Regions from separate parts of the Mus musculus genome. Here region 2 is linked to region 1. A link is a contact called in public Hi-C data. All regions are on one chromosome and are shown on one strand. The core of a region is the stretch at or near the end of the contact, and the rest is flanking DNA. Distances in the headings are between cores, read along the strand shown. Region 1 holds the start of Ankrd17 (ankyrin repeat domain 17). Region 2 holds the start of Cxcl1 (chemokine (C-X-C motif) ligand 1).

The links. Hi-C and Micro-C count contacts between places; a contact is called where the count stands out from the background.
Region 2: a Hi-C map of Sertoli cells shows a contact between it and region 1, with 4 times the contacts expected there. The contact joins the promoter of Cxcl1 here to the promoter of Ankrd17 in region 1. A contact is called at or near these places in 3 of 39 promoter capture datasets (the HPC-7 cell line and liver), 1 of 15 datasets of contacts at CTCF or cohesin (the NIH/3T3 cell line), 3 of 484 Hi-C or Micro-C datasets (Sertoli cells, granulosa cells and muscle stem cells), 7 of 115 datasets of contacts at active chromatin or transcription factors (the NIH/3T3 cell line, T-cell acute lymphoblastic leukemia, bone marrow-derived macrophages and 3 more) and 2 of 9 other capture datasets (liver and macrophages).

The regions. Positions count from the first base shown.
Region 1 is chr5:90,362,840-90,368,172 of GRCm38.p6, reverse strand. It overlaps Ankrd17 (ankyrin repeat domain 17), which reads left to right and starts at 1,988. Exons shown (of 34, transcript NM_030886.2): 1 at 1,988-2,506. The coding sequence starts at 2,126. It overlaps Gm9958 (predicted gene 9958), which reads right to left and starts at 1,176. Exons shown (of 1, transcript NR_045618.1): 1 at 1-1,176.
Region 2 is chr5:90,888,918-90,893,568 of GRCm38.p6, reverse strand. Cxcl1 (chemokine (C-X-C motif) ligand 1) reads right to left here and starts at 2,324. Exons shown (of 4, transcript NM_008176.3): 1 at 2,189-2,324; 2 at 1,976-2,099; 3 at 1,780-1,860; 4 at 448-1,061. The coding sequence starts at 2,258. The coding sequence ends at 1,046.

The sequences.
Region 1 (5,333 bases), core at 739-3,238:
GACTGAAATCAGAAAAACAAAAAACAGGCCAAAGAGAGACACTGAAACCAGAATATAGTTGGAGAGTTGACTGACCTTGCATGAGGGCAAGGAGTTCTGTCATTCTCTCCATACTGAGAAAAGATCAGCCCATCTCTAGCATTTGGAAAATTGAAGGAATTTGCAGTCAATGGCCTCAGTCTTCTTGTGAAACTGTTAGTCAGTCGTATAATAAAACGGGGCTGGCACTCAAAGATTGCAAAAGGTATGGAGGTGGAAAGTGAGACAAAGGTGCTGAAGAATACAGAAAATGGACAAGATCCCGCTGAAACCATACAGTCCAAATCCATGGCTATCAGATACACAATAGTGTTCTGTATTATGTTGTATACTGGAACTCAGCTTTAGGCAGATGTTTAGCATTTTGTATATTTACTATTACACACAGAGAAGCCCCTGGAAACACAGACTCTGATTTCAGAGATAACACACACAGTAGACACATGAAGTTTTGCCTCAATGAATTGATTTAGTCATCACCAATTCGTCTGTGGTACTCCGTAGTGTACTGGCAACTGCCCACATTTCATATGGTATGCCAGTACTAAAAAGAAAATGCAAAAAAAAAAAAAAATTAAAAAATAAATAAAATAAATCAGGCACTCAGCTAAACTTAGAAGTCTTAAAATGGTAACTTTGTCAGTTGAGGGACTTTTTTATCTTGTGCCAGTACATCTGTCTTTGATGTTTGCTTTATTTTCCTTATGTCACTACTCGTACTAGCCCAGAAATGGCTAATTCTGAGTTCAATAAGCTACATAAACATGACACGGTGGTGTACAGACCCATATAATCTCAGGAAGATCGCCAGTTCAAGGCTAGCCTGGGCTACACTGGAGACGTCTGTTTGAAGAAGAAAGCTACATTTCAATCGGTCTGCAAGTTTTCTAAGTACTCAAAATGATCTCAGAATCCAGACCGAGAAATGCATACGATGATGGCCCAGCTCCCACACCCACCTCTTCGGAAGTGTATAGTCTTAAAAATCACTAGATTCCGTTCCTGCACATTACAAAGGTGTACAAAATAGTCAGATTTAGGAAGCCTAGGACCCGAGACTCAAACTCGGACAAGAGTTTTCTAAGTGAGGACGTGATCGCTCCAAGGGATGGTGGAGGGGAAACAGTTTTCTTTTGGACCTGACTTCAGTCTCTCTCCTCTCACGAAGTTCTCTCGGAAGATCCAATGCTCTCTGGCTTAGGCGGTGGAGAAAATGGCCAGGCAGGAAAAGTCCATCCAGGAGGTCCGGGGCGAGGCCCCACCTCCCGGATCTGAGGGGCCAGGCCTCGCGCTCGCCCAGCTTCCCCCGCGCTTCTGCGCTCGCCCCCGACTTAGCCCGGGCCCCACTGCTCGCCATCCCACTGCCTCTGCTTCCCTGCGCCCACGCACGCACGCTCGATCGCTCGCTCGCTCGCGGGGGAGCCCACTCCCCGGCCCTGGAGTCTGCACTTGGGAGAGGCAGGCAGGGCTCCGCGCTCGCGCGGCCGCCGCGGCGCCGGCTGATGGCGTCACCCGCGCTTCCGCCTGCGGCTGCGTTCTAATACGAAGCCAGGAAGGAAGGAGGGAGGGCTGCAGGGCTGTGTGTGTGGGGGAAGTAGCGCGGAGAAGACAAGCCACCCAGGCGCTCGTTCGCCCGCCCGCTTGCTCGCTCGCTCGTTCATTCGCTCGCCCGCCCGCCCGCCCGCGGTCCCTGCTTGCGGTCCCCGCTCAGACTCGGTCTCCCCAGAGGAAGCCACTCCAGGCGCACTCCCCCGGCGGCTCCTTCCGGACGCCTGCTCGGCTTTCCCGGGCACGGCGTTCGCGCTCCGCCTCGCCCCCCCTCAGCCCTCCCGCTCTCTCTCCCTCCCTCCCTTCCCTCCCTCCCTCTCTCCCTCCCTCCGCCAAGCTCCCCGCCCTTAGTATCGCGAGACGAGGTGAGAGCTGGCGGAGCGGCGGCGGCGGCGGCGGCAGTAGAGGTGACCGAGGCGGTGGCGGCGGCGGCGGCCCGGAGCGCTGTGTCGGCCCCGGCGCGACCGAAGTCGCGGTAGAGCGGAGCCCCCCCACGCCCCTCCCCCGTCCGCGTCCCCCACCCCCTCTTCCCGCGGGGATGGAGAAGGCGACGGTTCCGGCGGCGGCTGAGGGAGAAGGGAGTCCCCCGGCGGCGGCGGCAGTGGCGGCCCCCCCCGCGGCGGCGGCGGCGGAGGTCGGCGGCGGGGCTCGCCCGGCCTCTTCTCCTCGTGGGATGGTGCGAGTCTGCGACCTGCTCCTGAAGAAGAAGCCACCGCAGCAACAGCAGCAGCAGCAGCCGCCGCACCACAAGGCCAAGCGGAACCGGACTTGCCGACCCCCGAGCAGCAGCGAAAGCAGCAGCGACAGCGACAACAGCGGCGGCGGTGGCGGTGGAGGAGGAGGAGGAGGCGGCGGCACCAGCAGCAACAACAGCGAGGAAGAGGAGGACGACGACGACGAGGAAGAGGAGGTTTCTGAGGCAAGGGCCTGGTTTCACCTCGAGGAGGGCGGAAGGGACCGTGGAGGGCCTAAGGTGGGAGGGGACTCGCGGTGGGACCGAGCCCTCGGGGCTTACGATCTGCCCTGAGGGACCGGGCTTTCGGCTGCCCCCTTTCTTTGCTCGGCCTGAGTCGTGAGGTGTGGGGACGTGGGGGAGGGTAGCTGACACGTGGGGGTGGGAGGACCGGAGAGTGCACGGAGTTGCCGAGAAGCTGGCTAGCCGAGGATGCTGCTTCGCAGGGTGAAGGGTGGAGGGATTGATTGGTCGGATTCCCGGGTGGCACTTTGGGGCCGAAGGGTGGTCTCTCTGGGGCCAGTAAGGCCACCTCATTCCCGGGGCGGGGGCGGAGCTAAAGCGGGAGGGGTAAGATAATAGGTAGGAGAGTCTCCGGGGGACCGACTGCGAGCTTGGTAGTTTTCTGTCAGTGGAAGGTGGCCGGGAGCAGTTGTGGAGGGGCGGTAAGATTGTAATGGACTCGGAGCTAAGTATTTGTATCTGGGAGAGACACGTGAGAGGCTGTACTTTTCCATACTGTTTTGCTGCAGGGCTTTTTCTTTTCTCTTTCTCTCTCTCTCTCTCTCTCTCTCTCTCTAAACTCGTGGCTGCTGAAGTACTCTTCGCTTCCTCGATTTGTGAAAGATTTATGGATGAGCCGATCTTCTATCCCTCCATATGCGTTTACAAGTGACTTAGTACGTAAAAATTGTTAGGTGCTCTGCGTGTATGTGTAATAATCCATCGGGTTCTCCCTTAATAAGAAATAATCAAACCATACCCCGCTTTTATTTAATTAACTTTATTTATTTATCTATTGTAAAGTAAGCAGGGATGAAGTGTCTGTTTTGCACCCGGGCATGGTTGTGATTGGGATAGGGAGGCCTTATGTTCTAGTGATCTGGTTTCATAACTCCTTATAGTTTTTCCTGGGTCTACAGACAGGCGGCGTTGTAGGACCTTATTCCTTTTAACCCAAAAGCTTAATGAACCATACTGATAGCAAACTATGACCTACCAGTTGTTAGTTCTTTTAGAACAAACCCTTTTGTCAATATTAGGAAATGGAAGCTTTAAACACCCAAATATGGAGGAAATAGTAACTCGAGGCAGCAGAGGGAAAGAAGCTGTAAAAGTTGATTCTAAAGAGAAGACTAATTGAATTATCCAGAAATACTGCGTGCCACACTAGAGCCTGGTAAAAGGCTGCTTTTGAGTTAATTTGATTTCTTCTTTCCCATCCAGGTTCTGTTTATGTAGAGACCTTGGAAAGAGACTTGAGGCTCACCTGTTAGCAATAAGACAAACATTTTTTCCCTAACCTTAGATGAAGCTACATCGTAGAAAAAAGTTCTAAGAGTAGGAATATATATACCTCCAAACTTGTCCCTTCTGTTATTTCTATTGGGCCTATTGTGGTAAATGTGTATGGGTAGTTTGTACTTGCTTATTGATTGATTCTGGACAGCGTGTTGCTCAGGCTTCATTGTAAGCAATGTAGGCAAGGCTTAGTGTCTAGCAGGCCTAAGGCCCTAGACACCCTTAAATCAAACAAACACAAAAGAGAAAGCAAAACTTTAATATTGAAACAATGATGAGAAGGACGTGATGGAATCCTTTTCTGTTTTGGTACTTAGAATTGGCCAGCTTTATAGTTCTCAGAAGTGGGAAAGACTTTTCCTCTGCAGCTCAGCCTCTTTATTTTAAAAATAAGGGCAGCAAGGTTTAAAGGATACTGGAGGATAGTGTCTGATAGTTGCAAAAGTAGGAATCAAAGTTTTTAGAGACTCAGTGACATCTGTACATTTTGTCTCCCTTCTGACCTATTTCAAAAACTGGTGCTGAATTTCAGGTTTAGCAACTGTGAGTAAACCACCAGTAGTAAGATTTTAAGTTTTCTAACATTAAGCTCTGGTTTGGAACAAGGCCGTATACTTAATGTAATACTTAAAGAAGAATTCTGCTACAAACTGCACCTCCCTAGGTAGTTTTGTCCATGACCTGATATTTCCTCAAGTTGTATAGATGGCTTGAAGCATGTGGGTATGTTCCTTTTGTAGGTCTGAGTTTTTCATCTGAGAATATGTACAATATGTACTTTGACCAGCTAAGACAGTGTTGATCCTTACTGTGTTTTGCACTGCCATCTTCACAAGTAAAGCAATAGGTTTGTCATTTGTTGGGTGAAATATATGTAATAAGAAAGCTGAGCCATTAAAGAAATGTCTGTAACACATGATGAGAAATGGGCATGATAGAAAGGACTGGCCTGCATGCTGTGATCAGAGTGAAGGGGTGAAGCTCTGAGCTGTGTGCTGCAACTTGGAGTCAGGTGGGCGGGTTGGGTTGTGCAATAGTTTCTTTTCTCTTTCACTGTCTTTACATGTCTTCAGAAGTTTAATTTTCAGGACTTGGGAAGTGTACTTTTTTTTTCCCCAAAATTATTTTGGCCTACACAGTTTACAAATGCAGATAATCTGATCCTTGAACTAATTCTCCTGTAAAAATCATCAAAAGGTTAGGAGAGCATCTGAAAGTGTATACTTCTGCGGTGTCTCACTTGAAGATGTTGAAGGATGACAACATGACAAAAAGAAATGTTAGCTGGACATCCTATGTCTGGTGAAAGAGGAAAAATGGGAGAGAACATGGATTTAAGTAAGAGCTTTATTTGTAAGTTTTAGTACCTAGTTGCAAGCCCTATTTATCCTTTAGAGTAGGTATCTCCAAAGTATCTCCGATTGGATGGAATGGTTTTGATGCTCGTATAGCCTCAGCTGTACCTGGAAAGCGTGCAGAAGATTGAAAACTT
Region 2 (4,651 bases), core at 1,075-3,574, 530 kb before region 1:
TGTATCCACTCTGCATAACTGTAATCCTGGCGTGCAGGGAGCCTGCAGAGGAAGGACTGAGAGTTCAAAGCCAGTCTAGACAGCTTTGCACGACCCCTCTATCCCGTTCAAGTCCTAACCAGGCCCGATCCTGCTTAGCTTCTGAGATAAGAGGAGATCGAGCTCGTTCAGGGTGGTCTGGCCGTAGACAATCCCTCTCTCAAAATTAAACAATAATAACAGCAAAGGTATTTTTTTAAAAAAAGGAACTTTTTTTTGAGTAAAAAAATTGGTCAGTGTAGAGCTAGAAATTATCAAGAAAGTTGGGGAATCATAGAATGTGTTTTTCAGGGGTAGCAATTGCTCCTCCTCAAGTATGCAAGTCATAAGAAATTCCAGCCATCATAGGTACAAGATTAACTACAAACCACCATGTCAAGAAGAATAAGACAAAAAGCACCCATGTTATTTTTTTTAATAAAACTTTTATTTTTACTTCATTTGTAACAGTCCTTTGAACGTCTCTGTCCCGAGCGAGACGAGACCAGGAGAAACAGGGTTAAAGAATGTAAAAGGGCATTATGCCCTACCAACTAGACACAAAATGTCCAAGGGAAGCGTCAACACGTGCGTGTTGACCATACAATATGAAAGACGACTTTCAATAAATAACTGACATTCTTTTCAAGACATACAAACACAGCCTCCCACACATGTCCTCACCCTAATACATACAAAACATAATACTAAACTCTATCTCTCTGCACTTCTTTTCGCACAACACCCTTCTACTAGCACAGTGGTTGACACTTAGTGGTCTCCCAATAAATATTAGTTTAATGAAATATTTTAAGCCTACCCATCTTTAAACTGAACAAGCAGAACTGAACTACCATCGATGAAATGTATCCACACTGTTAAATATTAATGTAAAATAAAAACCACACACTTTGTGGAATAAATAAATACATAAATAAATAGGACCCTCAAAAGAAATTGTATAGTGTTGTCAGAAGCCAGCGTTCACCAGACAGGTGCCATCAGAGCAGTCTGTCTTCTTTCTCCGTTACTTGGGGACACCTCTGCAATCAGAAAAGAGTCATTGTTACAAATAGTCATCAAAGCCTTTCTTCTTTTATTCCAGCCCCTGAGGCTCCAGATGGGCTTTCTACATGTCTACACTTGCACCCAGAGTTCTGTACTGTCGGTTCCTGTGGAGTCAATCACTTGACTTGGAAAACAAAAACAAACAAAAACAAAAACAAACAAACAAAAACCTACTTCAGCATGGGTTAATTTACAAGTGTGACTTTAATCCTCTCTCACTCACAACTCTGTGATATAGCTGCTATTATCTCCCCTACTTGGCTTAAATTCAATAAATTATGTAACATTCACAGAGACCTTAGCCTTGAACTCAGGGAAATCTCACTGGCAAAAGAAGGCTCGGGCATGCTTTGCCAGCCCCTAAGGAGACTTTTAAAGGCTATTGGCGACTTCTCCATCTTTTAGGAACTGTTGCCACTGACCATTTGCATAGGGGTTTTGAGTGTGGTAATAATTATACACAATAGTAATTGTGTAATATACAATAGTAATTGTGTCCAAGAGGACACAATTCTCTAGCATCAGAACCAATTAATGATCTCAAATTAAGGTCAATTACCAAAATAATAACCACAACTTTCCGACCTCCTGATAAACACAGACTTTCCTTGATAGAATTAACGTTCAGGGGTCATATGCCAGTACTCCCACCCTTGACTCTAGTCTCGGGTACAAACACAAGTCACAACTCACTTTAGCATCTTTTGGACAATTTTCTGAACCAAGGGAGCTTCAGGGTCAAGGCAAGCCTCGCGACCATTCTTGAGTGTGGCTCTGCAGAGAGAAGGATAGACCCACATGTTAGGCATTCCCACTAGGAGAAGTGTGGGGGCGCGGGAGGGTTTGGGCGAGTCTGGAAGTGGCAGAAGCTAACCGGGAAGATACTCACATGACTTCGGTTTGGGTGCAGTGGGGCCCTGAGGGCAACACCTTCAAGCTCTGGATGTTCTTGAGGTGAATCCCAGCCATGGTCTGCAGGCACTGACAGCGCAGCTCATTGGCGATAGGCGCCCCTATGGGAGAAGACTCTTGGTCAGCGGGACTGTGGGAGGCTGCGCTCACCAGAGGTCCCTCCTCCCCCAGTGGCAGTGGCGAGACCTACCTGTGGCCAGGCGGCTGGTGGCCAGCAGCAGCAGCGCTGCACAGAGAAGCGAGCGGGTGGCTGGGATCATGGTGCTGTGTTGGAGTGTGGCTGGAGTCTGGAGTGCTGGAACTGGTTAGAGGCTCTGAGTCCTGTTGTGGAGCTCTAGGGCTCCCGCGAGCCCCTTTTATGCTCGAAACTCCAGAGCTCCGGGCCAGGGAAATTCCCGGAGTACAGGGTGTTTCCCTGCAACCGGAAAGGACATCGCTCCTCCCCCTTGCTCCACTCCCAAGGATTAGACTCTGGGATTTTTGCTTTTTGCCCCAAAGTCCCAAAGGGGAGGGAGTGACGTGCTTCGCTGGACAAGTGACGGCTGGGGGGTTGGGGGGGGGAGGAGTAGTGAGACTTCAGAGTCTCCAGTGCTCAGGGCGAGGTGGGTCACACGCGTTATGTGCACGTGGGCGCCACGCCACCTAGGATTCCACTTGGTGTACTACAGTGATTTGCGGGGATGGAAGCTTGTCTTGTTTTTTGAGTGTGGCAGATTAACGCATTCTTTAAAAAGACATCTACCCTCTCTTATCCCACGTGAGGTGGTTTGCTTTTGCCAACTGTTTTTGTGGTAAATCACAGTTGGTGGTTTGTATCAGGGAGGCATGTGAAGAGGGTGAGGAGAAAGATCACTGTCAAGGTTAGGTCCCTGTTTATTTTAGAATGCTGTAGCAATCTCCTCTTTGTTTTTTGAGCTTGGGAACTTCCCGAAAGTCCGAACTCCCGGTGTGGTTCCTGAAGCATCCCTACCCTGCTGTATAGCAGGTCATATTTTGTTTTGACTAAGGAAAGTCCACGGGAAAGCTGTGGGTTTTTTTCTGGGCTGAGGAGGGGGTTCCTAGATATAAAAGGCCACAGATGTCACAAGCACCAGTCTAACAGCAAAGGGCTATGGCTTTATATAACTATTAGTCTACTTGTACAACTATTTTCATGCTATCTGAATCTATCTGTATTGTAAAACTGAGTCTTTGAATATTATTATTATTATTATTATTATTATTATTATTATTATTAATTACTACTCAGGGTTACCTAGAACTAGCTATTGAACTTCCAAGCCTTCTCCTCCCACCTTCCAAGTGCTTCTTAGACTCAGGAGCCAATACACCAGACTTAGATAATTACTGACATATTTGTTGCTCTCTATTTAAACAATTTCAGAATCTGCCTGAATGCAGTCTTAGGTCTCCAGATTGTTGTCGTTATTGTTGTTTGTTTGTTTGTGTTTGTTTTTGTCATTGTTGGTATTTGAATGTAGATCCTAGCTGAACATCCATTGATTCTATGTCTCTGTGAGGGAGAACTGGAGCTATCATGTAAGAAACCCTTGGTCTGGGTGTACTCTACATGTGGAGCTACAGAGGCAGCCTGACTATTAGGATTAAAACTTCAGCTTCAACGAGTCCCCACGCAATGGTCACTGGCAATCTCTCCAACCTCAAGTATGTTTCTCATCTGTAAAAGAAAGCCAATAGTAGCATTTGCTTCACAGAGCTGATATACTAAGATGAAATGTGCTAGCATCCGGGTGCTATTTAAGCATTTTGCAAATAGCTACCAAATAAAGGAAGAGACGTGGTACTCTACAACTTTATTGGCAACAAATTGAATGATCATAAAGGTGGGGTACTCAGATTAGGATTAATGCCCCATGAGAGTTCAGAGGTCATCTGTGCTGAGTCTTACTCCCTTCTTCCCTGAGGTCTCTGCAAGGAAATGGTAGCCATCTGCACAGGAGAGTCCTTCACCAAGCACTACACCTGTTTCCAAACTTCCTAAGATTAGCTGTTTTGAAGGGTACCGTGATAAGAGAATTCCTCCTTGTTTTACTATAGCTGGATGCCGCTGATATATACAAGCTGCAAATCACAGAACAACCTACTGGAGTCATGTCTTAAAAATAGAAGCTCACTAGGGCTGGAGGAATGGCTCAGCAGCTAAGAGCATGTTCTGTTCTTGCAAAAGAGGTAAGTTCAATTATCAGGCAATTCCCAATCATCTGTAATTCCAGCTCCAGGGACAGCTAACGCCTGATGCCTCAGCCGGCCCCTGTACTAACATATGCGCATCCACACTCAAGTGGATGAGTGAATGTACACAGTCAATGTAAAACATTTCCAATCTTTATTAAGTCTCAAAAATGTCCCTCATAGAACTAATATAAAAATACAACCACTTAACATCTGTAAAGTATCCTTCAAGTAAAAGTTACTGAAAGTAATGTTAACTAAAGCAAACCAGTAAGATATGAAATTATTGAAACTAAAAAATAACATTTTATACATTCCATTCAGTAAAAGGAAAGGCATAAATACAGAACGTACAATAGTGGTTGCCCAGGAGAAAGGGATTTAGAAATTTATTATTATTGTTTGTATGTGTGTGCATGTGTGTTGGATGTATGTGGAGGGTGCATGTGGAAACAGTGGT